2 separate regions of the Pan troglodytes genome follow, and region 1 is linked to region 2. A link is a contact called in public Hi-C data. All regions are on one chromosome and are shown on one strand. Each heading gives the region's core, a stretch centred on a gene start, on an enhancer-like site or on the middle of the called end of the contact. The rest is flanking DNA. Distances are from core to core; before and after follow the strand shown.

Region 1 (5,996 bases), core at 2,381-4,880, 210 kb after region 2:
ATCTGAAGAAAATTTCTTAGGGACTTTGATTGCATGGGTGTAATTTGAATCCTTTTTCTTTCTGCCCGTGTGCTCAAAGAAAAGTTTCTCATTGTAACTCTCCATTTGTTTGAGTGCAATTTCCTTTTTCTTTCTGCCTGTGTGCTCAAAGGAAAGTTTCTCATTGCAACTCTTCCATTTCCTCATCTTTAAAATGTTTACTTCATAGAATGACTGTGATATTTAAATTATAATACATATGTAAATTTTATGACACAGTTCCTGGCATATGTTCCGATTGAATAAATGTTGTAATCAATACTATGTGAAAGTTAAAGGTCAAGAAAAAGTGAACCCAGAATAGGAGGAATGTACATTGATCCTCAGTGAATGTCCAAAACCCCAGAAATACCCTGAATGGCACTCAAAATAATCTGCCTCAAGAAAGATTGTAAAATCATTCATTGTTAAGCTATTTTCTACTTCGGGAAAATTCTCTAAAGGAAACAAAGATTTTACTTGATTACCTGATTTTTAAATTGCCTGATTTAAACACACACACACACACACACACACGCACTACCTGATTTAAAAAAATAATAATAATAAGCAGTTACCTAGCTTCATGGAGACACTTATTTTGGTCTTTCCAATGATGTTTCTACTAAGGAAGAGTTTTCCTTAATAAATGTCAATATTTCAAGATCCATTCAGGTAATATTGGTAACCTAGGAGTCAGGTAACCTCCTGACTCCTCTGATATTTATCTGTTGACTTGACTTAGAAACTACAAGGATTTAGAGAACAATGTAAAGAAGAGGTCTCCCTGACCTCAAAAATAGAGTCTCTGTGAGAATAGAGAACCCAAGGAATCAAGGAGCCACATAAAGGAAGCACACAGATGGAGGAGTCTTGCTACCTGGAATGTCTTTACGAGCAGTGGTAGAAGCAGCGGTGGTTGCAGTGGTAGGAGCAGCAGTGGTCGCAGTGGTTGCAGCAGTGGTGGTCGCAGTGGTTGCAGCAACAGTGGTTTCAGCATCAGGGGCTTCATCATCAGCAGGACCAGCTGAAATTAGAAGGAAAAGCTCTAGGTGAGACTGACTCCTTCTGGAACAAAATTTATCCCACCCAGGGGTAGACATACATTCCTCATCCTGAATTCATCTCTGCAAATCTGTCATCAGTTCTGTCTTACCTTTAGCCTACCTGCCTACTTTCCTTGTGCTTCATCCTTCCCTGTCTTGTCTTTGCTGGGACAGAAAGAATTTGGGGTTTCCCTCCAAGGGCAATGACACTGATTAAAGAGACAAGCAAGTACTTTGTCCCAGGTATGAGCACAAAAGACCAAGGCCACGAGTGTTCCTATTCACAGGGACTACTGCTCAGAAGCAATAAGGAAATCTCTAGTAGCCTGACATTCTGATGCCGTCCCACAGAATAACCTAAGACAGCATACATTCCAATGTAGCATGAATGAGGATGAGTAAAGGGATGAACTCTAGAGGGAAGGAGGAGGCAGACTAAGAAGATGTATCTCATCTTAGAGTCATATCTCCTGTCTTAGAGTGCAGTAAGATATCTTCTATCAGGTTCTAGAATGAAAAGAGCCATATTTGTCTCACCCTCTGTGGCAGCTTGGACTCTGTTTATTAGAGAGGTAATTGTGAGAGCCACATTAGATATAACAGGAGAAATTAGTACACTTCTAATAGTAAAAAATTCCCCATTAATTACTATATGTACAAAGGGGACTGGGTAAGAGTTTTGAAAATTATCTCTCTCTCTCTAGACCTTACACCAGAGCTATTGATAAGGATCAAGAGTCAGGCCCCACATTTGTGAGTTAGACTCACCTCAGCAAATAAGTAGCTCCACCTCCAAACCCACACTCTATCCATGCTGTCTCAGGCTTTATTTAAGAGAGAAAATATTTTTTAAATGGGGCCTCACATGGCAGGAAAAATATATGTGAGGTCTGACTAAAGCTAATGCCCTTGTGACCAAAGGATGCAAATTCCCAAGATGTGAAGGATAAAGACAGACCCCCTTAACTTGTGCATGGGCACAACACACACACAGTACAGAATGTGAAGAACACTTTGGGAGAAGCCCAAGAATGACTAAAGGCTTTGGTCTACCACCTTCGTTTTCAGGTTAGAGAAGGGAAACAAACATCAGCCTGGGAATAAGGAATATAGACCATTACAAAGAGTAAAGCTTAGACCTGACCCCTGCACTCCACATCCCACACACCACCCTCACTTGTGATCCAAATGGACTTATTTTCATATCACTTCAAATTCTGAGACCCACTGGTCTCTTTTTGACACTGGCTATATATTCAGTCCTTCCATTTATTAGAGGCATCTCTCAAAAATTCTCAGGCTACAACATCAGACCTCATGCTCTTGTGCCTTATGCTGGAAAACAATGAATAATAAGCCCACATTTGTATAAGTCTATGGCCTATATTTCATATATTCTAAGAATGTATAAGAAATACACAGATTCACTATGTTTGTGGTGAATTTGAAAATCAGGAATATAGCTTTCACAGACTTTTGCTTAGGATTCCTTATAACAAAGACTATCCACATGGAAACTGGCTGTTTGACATGAGGCTGGAAGTGGAAAATGGTTATTGCAGGAAAGAGATGACATTCAAGTGCAGACTCACTAGCTGGATACGTGTCAGCTGGAGCAGCTGTTGTCGGATTCTCTGAAAGAGAAGAAGGAAAAATTAAGATGTTAGCTGAATACCAGTTTGGAGGATGGAGGTAAGAGAGAATATGGACAATATTCCAGACTTTACAGTGGAAGACCCTCAGTCCTTGGTGTACCAGTTGAGGAAGAACAAGTGCACAGATAAGATAAAACCCATGAAAACCAATAAAAACCTAATATGTGGTCATTTTTCCTTTCCTGAAATAAACCTCTGATTACCTTCTTGAACATATTTTACTAACAGTAACAATAAACTTGGGTTCCAAGGTATTATTGAAGTAAGATCTGACTGAACTAAGAAGAGCCTAAGGATAACCATCTCCATCTTGAACGGTCAGTCAAAATGGTGATAGAACAAGTTAGGAGAGGTAAAAAAGCACATTCTAAGCAACCATAAGCCCGCATCTTTAGAGGAGATATTTTATATATATTCCCACAAAACTTATGTTCAGGTAAGAATATTTACTTACGGGCAGAGACCAGAAAGATGGAAACTCCCAAGAGTACCAGGACTGCTAAGAACTTCATGGTGGTGACCTGAAGATCAGGGAGCACAGACAAAAATGCTTCAAAGCCCAAGAGAAGGCAAGGCGCTGACTTCAGGATTCCACATCCTGACAATATATATGCAGAGGGCACCAATCAGGAGCTGTCAACCAGAATCCAGGTTAGGTAATGCCAGGAAACGTTGGGACACAAACCACTGGAGAATCAACAACACAGCCAGGGGCCCTTTGGAAAGGTTGTGAATTCAAATCATTGGTTCTGGCTAAACAGGTTTCAATTCGAGTCTCTCATATTAAATATGCTCCAGGCAACTTCTCTTCCAGGCATCCTCTTACATGTAGGTATAGTGTCTCCATAATTACCAGCTCCTCTGACAGATTGGAGATGCCCCATAACCAGCCTTCCTGAAATCTGCAGTGCTCTTTTCATAGATTCTAGGAGTCATACACTTACAGAGTGCTTAGACCTCTGTCTCCCCCTAGGGGAATAATCAGGGTAGAGCAGCCTGATCCAAAGACCATCCTGTGTAACTCAGGCTGTGCATTCTTCGAGTCGTGGTCTCCCTCCTGAACATGTAATTAGGTCATCTGACACTGGTGCAGAGTGAGTCCAACACTGAATGATCTAAAGAACGAACTATGACCTTACTGGATTTAGCAACCATTGTGTAAAAATTCTAAATCAAGGAGTAAGTATACAGAATAAACTAACATTTGTTAATTCATGCATCCATGTAATCAATTTTTTCATTCAAAAAACATTCATTCAGGATTATTGTGTGCCAGACACAATGCTAGATGTTAGAAAAATAACAGCGAACAAAGCACACAAAAATTTTATTTAATACATGGTTTTGCAGGAATTCATACACTAAAAAAGTAAAGAAAGAGAAAACACAATGTATTATGTGTGAGGTGATAAGGCCTAATAAAGAAAGAAGGCAGGAAAGAAGAAAGGAGAGTTTAGAGATGGAAAATGGGGAGCAATTTTATATAAGGTGACCAAAAAAGGCATTGCTGAATAGGTGATATTTGAACAGAATCTTAAGGAGCTGAGGAATCAACAACGTGGTATATTTGGATAATGCAACGGAAAGGAAATGGTCAGTCTGAAGGAAAGCAATGGTGAGTGCATGTAGAATATGGTCATCCAGACTTCTCTGCAGTTGTTGAGTAGGGCCCAGCACTGCCCCAAGTTCCATCAATCTACTTGCCCTTTGTCATAATGGAGCCAAGCTGCTAAGTAAAGACAGCAAGGGAGGAAAACAATCCACATTTACAGCACAATCAAGTGCTGGACCCAACTGAGGCCTCAAAGAGGGGTGATGAACATTTGGAATACCCAGAATCATAGGGAATTCTCTACATTTTAAAGATTTCCCTTGCTTTAAAGTTCTTCTTGTTCATACAAAGTATGCCTTTTTGGGTCATACCCTCATTGGAAGGATCTCTGTAATCTGGAACAGCACTGAACATCTATTTCTCCTTTTATTGGAGAGTCTGTCTGATAACAGCAACCAGTCTACTCCCCAAAACATGCTAAGGGGTCCCCATCAGGTGAATGAAGAAAGGCAGAGGAAATTCCTGAGGGAGTGGTCTTCAACCTCGGAAAGACAAGTCAGTGTCCTTGTCCTGGGTAAACTCATATCTTCCATGAGGCACAGAGTTGTCATAATATGGTGAGAGATTAGCATAAATAACGCTAAGAAAAAAACACATATTCTGAAGGAAAAGTGAAAGAGAGAAATATTTAAAAGAGACAAAGAAGGAAGGAAGACTTAAAAGACAGATACTATCTGATTATACCCCGTAGGGAATAAGCCCTACAGTCACCCTTGTAAGGCCTCCCAACAACACTGACACAAATTGAAGGGTCTTCTAGGAGATGGTTACTTATTGAGAGCCCACTGTGTCCCTCCACAGAGGCAGAGACCCACCACACAGACTTAAGACAATGACTGGCTTGCTAAGAAAAAAATATTAAACATATGTATCAGTTAGGGTCGCCTTAAGAGATCAAAACCGCACAGTGGATTAAACAGGAAAAGTGTGATACGAAGAATTTCTAAAGTTTGATAAATGAGTAGTTTTTCATCTTGAATGAATTTTTGTATAAGGTGTAAGGAAGGAATCCAGTTTCAGCTTTCTACATATGGCTAGCCAGATTTCCCAGCACCATTTATTAAATAGGGAATCCTTTCCCCATTGCTTGCTTTTGTCAGGTTTCTCAAAGATCAGATGGTTGTAGATGTGTGGCATTATTTCTGAGGGCTCTGTTCTGTTCCATTGGTCTATAACTCTGTTTTGGTACCAGTACCATGCTGTTTTGGTTATTGTAGCCTTGTAGTATAGTTTGAAGTCAGGTAGCGTGATGCCTCCAGCTTTGTTCTTTTGGCTTAGGATTGACTTGGCAATGTGGGCTCTTTTTTGCTTCCATATGAACTTTAAAGTAGTTTTTCCAATTCTGTGAAGAAAGTCATTGGTAGCTTGATGGGGATGGCATTGAATCTATAAATTACCTTGGGCAGTATGGCCATTTTCACGATATTGATTCTTCCTGCCCATGAGGATGGAATGTTCTTCCATTTGTTTGTATCCTCTTTTATTTCATTGAGCAGTGGTTTGTAGTTCTCTTTGGAGAGGTCCTTCACATCCCTTGTAAGTTCGATTCCTAGATATTTTATTCTCTTTGAAGCAATTGTGAATGGGAGTTCACTCATGATTTGGCTCTCTGTCTGTTATTGGTGTATAAGAATGGTTGTGATTTTTGCACATTGATTTTTGTAT
Region 2 (5,785 bases), core at 1,485-3,984:
TGTTTCCTCTGAGAACTTAGGAAGAGCAAAGAAACTGGTTTCAATTAAAAAATAAATATTTGATATCAGGCATGTAAGAGGAGAGGAGGATAAAGGGAAATTTGACTGGAAGAACAAAAGCCCAGAAGGAAGAGAAGTATGGATAGAAGGAAAATAAATTCTGTTTCAGAGCTGCTAGATCACCTGTAGATCCAGCATCCCCATCCCCACCCCTGCTTCTCAGGATGGAAGGACTTCACTGTATGAAAAGAAAAAGAAACCTTCTTACTCTTAGAGCTTTTGAAAAACAGAGAAGAATAAAGGAGGTTAGATCCTCATCTGAGCCCTATTTTCTGCAAAGCTGGATGCATTAGATGCTAATCCCTCAGGCCTTAGGGGGCTGCCACACTCAGTCGATGACCCCTAATCCCCTCTTATAGGTCCCCTAGAGTAAGTGATACTGTGCTAACTGCCCGGATGGGACTCTGGCCACAGCTGGTCTCAGGACCCTCTGCCCTGCATTGAAATAGAAGGATGGATAAACAATTTGGACTTTCTCTTATTCCCCCTTTGAAGGGTGCAACCTTATTACACAAAGTGTTGAGCTCCTGACTCAATTAGTCTGCTAATGTGATTATATGCTAATCTGGGTTTTATTTTGCATCTGATTTTCATGTTATTTACTTGATTTTAAAATAAGCAGGAGCCCTCCTCTCTGTGGTTCCCACTCCATAACAGAGTGCATCAATCCTCACTCCCTACGTGATCCAGGTGTTCTTCAGTTACAGTTGGATGGGTCCAAAGACATCTATCATCTCAAGACATTGCCAGAATCAAAAAATTCCTTACCATAGGCATTTTTTAAGCTGTCACCAGGATCTAATCTTGGAATTGCTCTTCAATTCAAGTTAAATCAGGGCTGTGTGAAGGCACAAACCTCTCTTTTTTGACATTTTATAAATCCTCAAAATATTATTGGTTCAGTCCCTGACATAAATGTATCCTTTGAAAGAAGAAAAAAAATTTTTTAGCCATTTTTTTTTTTGAGACGGAGTCTCACTCTGTTGCCCAGGCTGGAGTGCAGTGGCGCAATCTCGATTTTAGCCATTTTTAAAAAATTTCTCCAAAGAAACCTGGGCACATGGTAATGGGCTATGAATGACTATCATAGTTTTTTAAAAAGATTTTGCTTTTAATAATTTTTATAATAGCAATAAAAAGGCAAATACATATCATTTGCTATGCACAATATATTCACAACAGATCTATAACAAAGATAAAATTATTTTACCCATTTTACAGATAAGGAAACTGAGACACAGAGAACTCTTGTATGCCCGAGATTATATTGTTAGTAAGGGGAACAGCTGGGATGAAGGATACCTCATACCACTTGTTTAACAAAAGTTAAAAATTTAAAAAAAGTATATACAAATAATGTTAACACATTGGCATATGAGTGGATGAATACTGAGAAAGTCTTGTCTAAATTTATACAGAATTTCAGGAAAGCCACATATTGCTGTGGGGCTCCCCACACTGATACTTTAAATTAAAGTAGCTCAGGTAAGAACAATTATAGTTGGGTCAAGGAACAGCAGAAGAGCAAATAGCATGGCAAAAGAAGAAGAAAAAAACTTCATTTTAAAAAATTTACTGTTTTTAATTGTCTTGCTCAATGTGCTCTTTGGAAAGGAAAACTAGCCAAAGAAACAAGAAAGAAGGGTAACAATGAAGCAAAAGAGAACAGAGAAAACAACCCCTCTCAAATATGTATTTATCATTCTCAGTAAACCTGTATTTAATGACAATTAAATGCAGGTTAAAGATGGGCTCAGTACAGAGGATGCAGAGAGTAGTAAAAAAAAAAAAAAAAAATCATTGAAATCAGCTTACAATTGAGTAAAAAAGACTAAAAATGAGTAAAATAAGTATGTAAATATCTCTAAAGGAAGGCAGAATATGATAGATCTCATTGAGAGTTACAAAATGCCATGGATGCTCAGGAAAAAAAAATCACGATTCTTTAAGAGCCTTCTGAGGGTGCATTCTGAGCAAATATCCTTTCCCTGAACCTTGAAAAATGAGTAAAAACGTAGACTACACTCTGACAGATATAAAGGGCAAATGAGTGCTCAGGAAGCTCTGTGGCAGACTTTGTAGGGCTTCCGACAGATTGAGACTTTTCTCAAAATCCAAAGGACAGGCTACCCATTGCCTCAATCTTTACCGTTTAGGAAGAGAAGGGAGGAGGGCTGAAGTGGAGGATCCAGGAGACTTTGATAGAGAAGGAAAAGTCAGATTCATGGAGGCTCTGGGTATATTTGGGCTCTACCCAGAGAATGAGGGTAAGACAACCTAAGAAAGAAATCATTTCCTCTTACCTTGTCATGAAAAAAAGGCAAAATCTAAAGAGTGAATACTTTTTCTCCTTAAAAGAAAATTATTGATAGGGGTACCGTTCTTTCCTCATTGTGTTTGGTAAGGTTTTGCCCAGCCCCTAACGGCAGACCTTGCTAGCACAGATGGGCCTTTCAGCGCTGCCTGAGTTTCTATTCTCTGGCTAGCACCAGACTCCAGCCAACACAAAACTCCCCTCTAATTGTAATTGAATCCACACTTTTATAGTTCATTACCTCTCTGATAGACTAGATTAGATTAGGCTGAAGCTGTGGCCAGCCCAGCCCTCAGCCCAGGTTGGAGCACAGAAAAAGGGGGCAGGCTCAGACAGAAAGAAGGCACCTGACAGTGATCTGTCTTTCCTCCTGGCCATTAATCCATTTCTCTCCATGACAACCTCCCCCACTGCCTGCATTCCCTGCCCAACACACACACATCCACCGTTTGGGGATCAAAGGCTGGGAGTCTTTGCAAAATTAGAAAATGAAAGAGATGCATAAGCCCTAAAGATCATCTAGCCTTAACCAATTTGATTTATAAATAAGGAAACTAAAGCCCAGGTAAGGAAGGAAATTCCGCAAAGACAAACAGCAGAGAACCCTCGTGTGATGGCCATGGAACTACACTACATAGATCTTCTGCAAGAAAACTTACTGCAGAGAGCATAACTGACTGACAAGTCCAGTTTGGCCCCTCTTGGATGTGCCACTGTATATGCAGGGAGGCCACATTACCCCTGTGCTGCTCCCAGCCAATGACTCAGCACAGCACAGGTCCTATAGCATGCGGGACTCCAACAGACAATTTTGACTCAGAGCCTCCCCACTGGCATGCCTGAAACTGTCTTAGAACCATGCTGCAGTTTCAGGTCCTTTTCTGCACGATCCTTCTTCCTTCTCCTCTGCTTTTATAGGTACCAGACCGGCAGGATGATCTGAAGGCTGTCCCTGGCTACTCATACTCTCTTTCCTTTGTCTGTCATAGGCATTTCTTCCCACAAACTTCTCTTGGTTGTCTAATTTATATCTTGGTATCTGTTTCTCAAACATCTTGAATTAATCTACTTGGTCTCTTCCCGTATATCTGAGGGATCTCTTCTCTCCCCACCCAAACACAATTATGCATTTACTCAGTGGTTCCATCATAAGAAGTCCTCTCTATAGATCTGTATACAAATTATCTTTGCTTCTTTTTTATGTTTTCTTTGAGTAAAATTTTCTAGAAAGTCATGATTATTTTTATTTTCGTTCTCCTTTTCCAAAATCACATGTGAGATAACTTCAAATAAGTCCCCAGACACAACTGGAAGGATGGTAACTTCTAGACTCCTTCAGTCATGGAAACCTTAAGTAATCAAGGGTACTGCCCTTGTCAGGTACTCTTATGGTAGTATTTCAGTCGGCCTGTTTTATCCCTTTAAATGCCATATTAACACATTGGCTTCCAAAGAGCACTGCCCTCATTGTAATTATTGGAAGGATTGGGTCAGAATTTAAAGAAAGGATTATTCCTGCACAAATTCTGATTAAAATGGGCTCCCTCAACCTCAGCTGAAAAGATTAACAACGGCCCAATCTCCTACAGCCAGCAAGTCTTCGCAAATAACTCCCAATCTCTCTACTGTTAGTTTATCTGTCAAGGATTAAACTGAGAGACTGCTCCCAAAACATGTATTAAAATAGCCACAAAGTATAGCCCTCTTATTCCTGGCAGCTGTTGAGCTCAAAGCAAGGGACCTAGAAACTTCTCTTTAATCAAGCATAGAGGGATGGGAGAATGAACTAGGATAGGGAGGAGAGAAGAGCGGGGGTTGACTAAATTTGAAGGTGCCAGAGCAATGTGAGTTGTTCTCGGTTACTGAGAACAATCAGGAAGGTCAGGAGAGTTCTACCTTCACATTACTTTAGTGGAAAACATCCTAACATAGTGGAAAGAACAGGACATACCTGATCAAAAGATCTGAATTCCAAGCCAAACTCAGCCACTTACCACTTATATTCCTAGTTTTCTCAGCTGAAAATGGAAATACTAGTAACCATCTTACTTGTCTCACTCTAAGAAGATATGATTCATGTGTTAGATCTTAGATAACTATAACCTGCTTGTGGGAAAGATCACTGACAGTCTTCAATATCTATTTTTTTGTTTCTTATGTAGAATATAAGGTGAAGCTAGACGTAGGGCCACTCAGCCCCCTCGCAGCTATGTATGCCTAAGTTCAGGCCACTGGTATACAGTAAATTACAGCTTATGCTCTTATACAGCAAGCTTGTGCCTCTCCTCTCTCCACCCCTACCCCCAGTCTCTATCCTGCACACCACCTGGAATGTGACTATGAGAGAAGCATCTAGGACAGCCATCTGAAAGATAAATAAAAACCTCATGTTAAGATGGCAAAAAAATAGACAGAAGGATCCTGAGTCTCTGATAACCGTGTAGTTACCCCATCATTCCTGATCACACTTTCTAGACATCGTATAAGGGAAAAATAACCTGCTGTGTTACACAATGACTATTTTGAATTTCTTTGATTCAGTAACCAAATGGATATCCTAATATCCTAACCGTTCCACCATTCTATAAATATAAATTACTATTATTGTCATTATTAATATTATTCTAGTAGCTGCCTAGGAGCAGGGATATCTCAAGGCCCTATAACCTGTGTGGTCCTGAAGAAAAGCTCCAAGTTTTAGCTTCTACATTAAACAGCTTCCATTCAGCAGAGCACTGTTTTCATTTTAGTTTAGCTTAATCCAAAGAACAATGTCATAGCATCATTCTGAAGGGGCTCGACATCCCGATTACTTCCCACATTAGATGAGACTGCCAAATCCCTTCACTTCACCTTTTATCATTTAGTCTCCAGAACATCCTTCTGCACAAGTAGTTGCACTCTGTAATTCCCAGAGTCCCCCGACCCTTTTCTTTTCTTATCTAACTGTATGTCTCTTGCCTCCTTCATCTGCCCTCCCACAGCAATGAGTCTTCCTACCTTTTCTCTATTTCTTCCTCCTCCAAAACATTTCTTGTCTGTTAAATGAAAAACCTCCGTCTAAAACTATAGAAAATAACTATTTAAATTTACTATCATGGAGGTTCTCACACAAACACACACACACACACACACACACACAAAATGCATACCCTAAGGTAGCCATGCCTACTATGAATCTGCTGACATAGCCCGAAACATGCTTCTTTGCAAGCTCTCCTATACCCTTCCCACACAAATATAAGCACATAAGCAATTCTGATGCATGTTAAAATTTAAGCACTACTGAAGATTCAGAAAGGCATCCATTTTTCTATTTCTCCATTTTCCACTATCTAAAGGTAGGATTGCTACTGTGCAATCTTAGAGGGAAATATCACAGTATTGGGACAGGGACAGGTACCCGAGACG

The links. Hi-C and Micro-C count contacts between places; a contact is called where the count stands out from the background.
Region 1: a contact with region 2 is called in a Hi-C map of induced pluripotent stem cells, with 2.0 times the contacts expected there. The contact joins the promoter of MUCL1 here to the enhancer-like site in region 2. A contact is called at or near these places in 3 of 7 Hi-C or Micro-C datasets (induced pluripotent stem cells and stem cell-derived neural progenitor cells).

What each region holds. Positions count from the first base shown.
Region 1 is chr10:40,998,328-41,004,323 of NHGRI_mPanTro3-v2.0_pri, forward strand. MUCL1 (mucin like 1) reads right to left here and starts at 3,631. Exons shown (of 4, transcript XM_016924805.4): 1 at 3,174-3,631; 2 at 2,657-2,698; 3 at 899-1,045. The coding sequence starts at 3,231.
Region 2 is chr10:40,792,672-40,798,456 of NHGRI_mPanTro3-v2.0_pri, forward strand. No RefSeq gene overlaps it. Among named protein-coding and RNA genes, the nearest start is that of NEUROD4, 41 kb to the right of the region's middle. Within about 2 kb of position 2,735, at least 3 of the 24 cell types and tissues checked have an H3K27ac peak or open chromatin away from gene starts, as enhancers often do. A contact at or near this core is called in induced pluripotent stem cells, where this site is marked.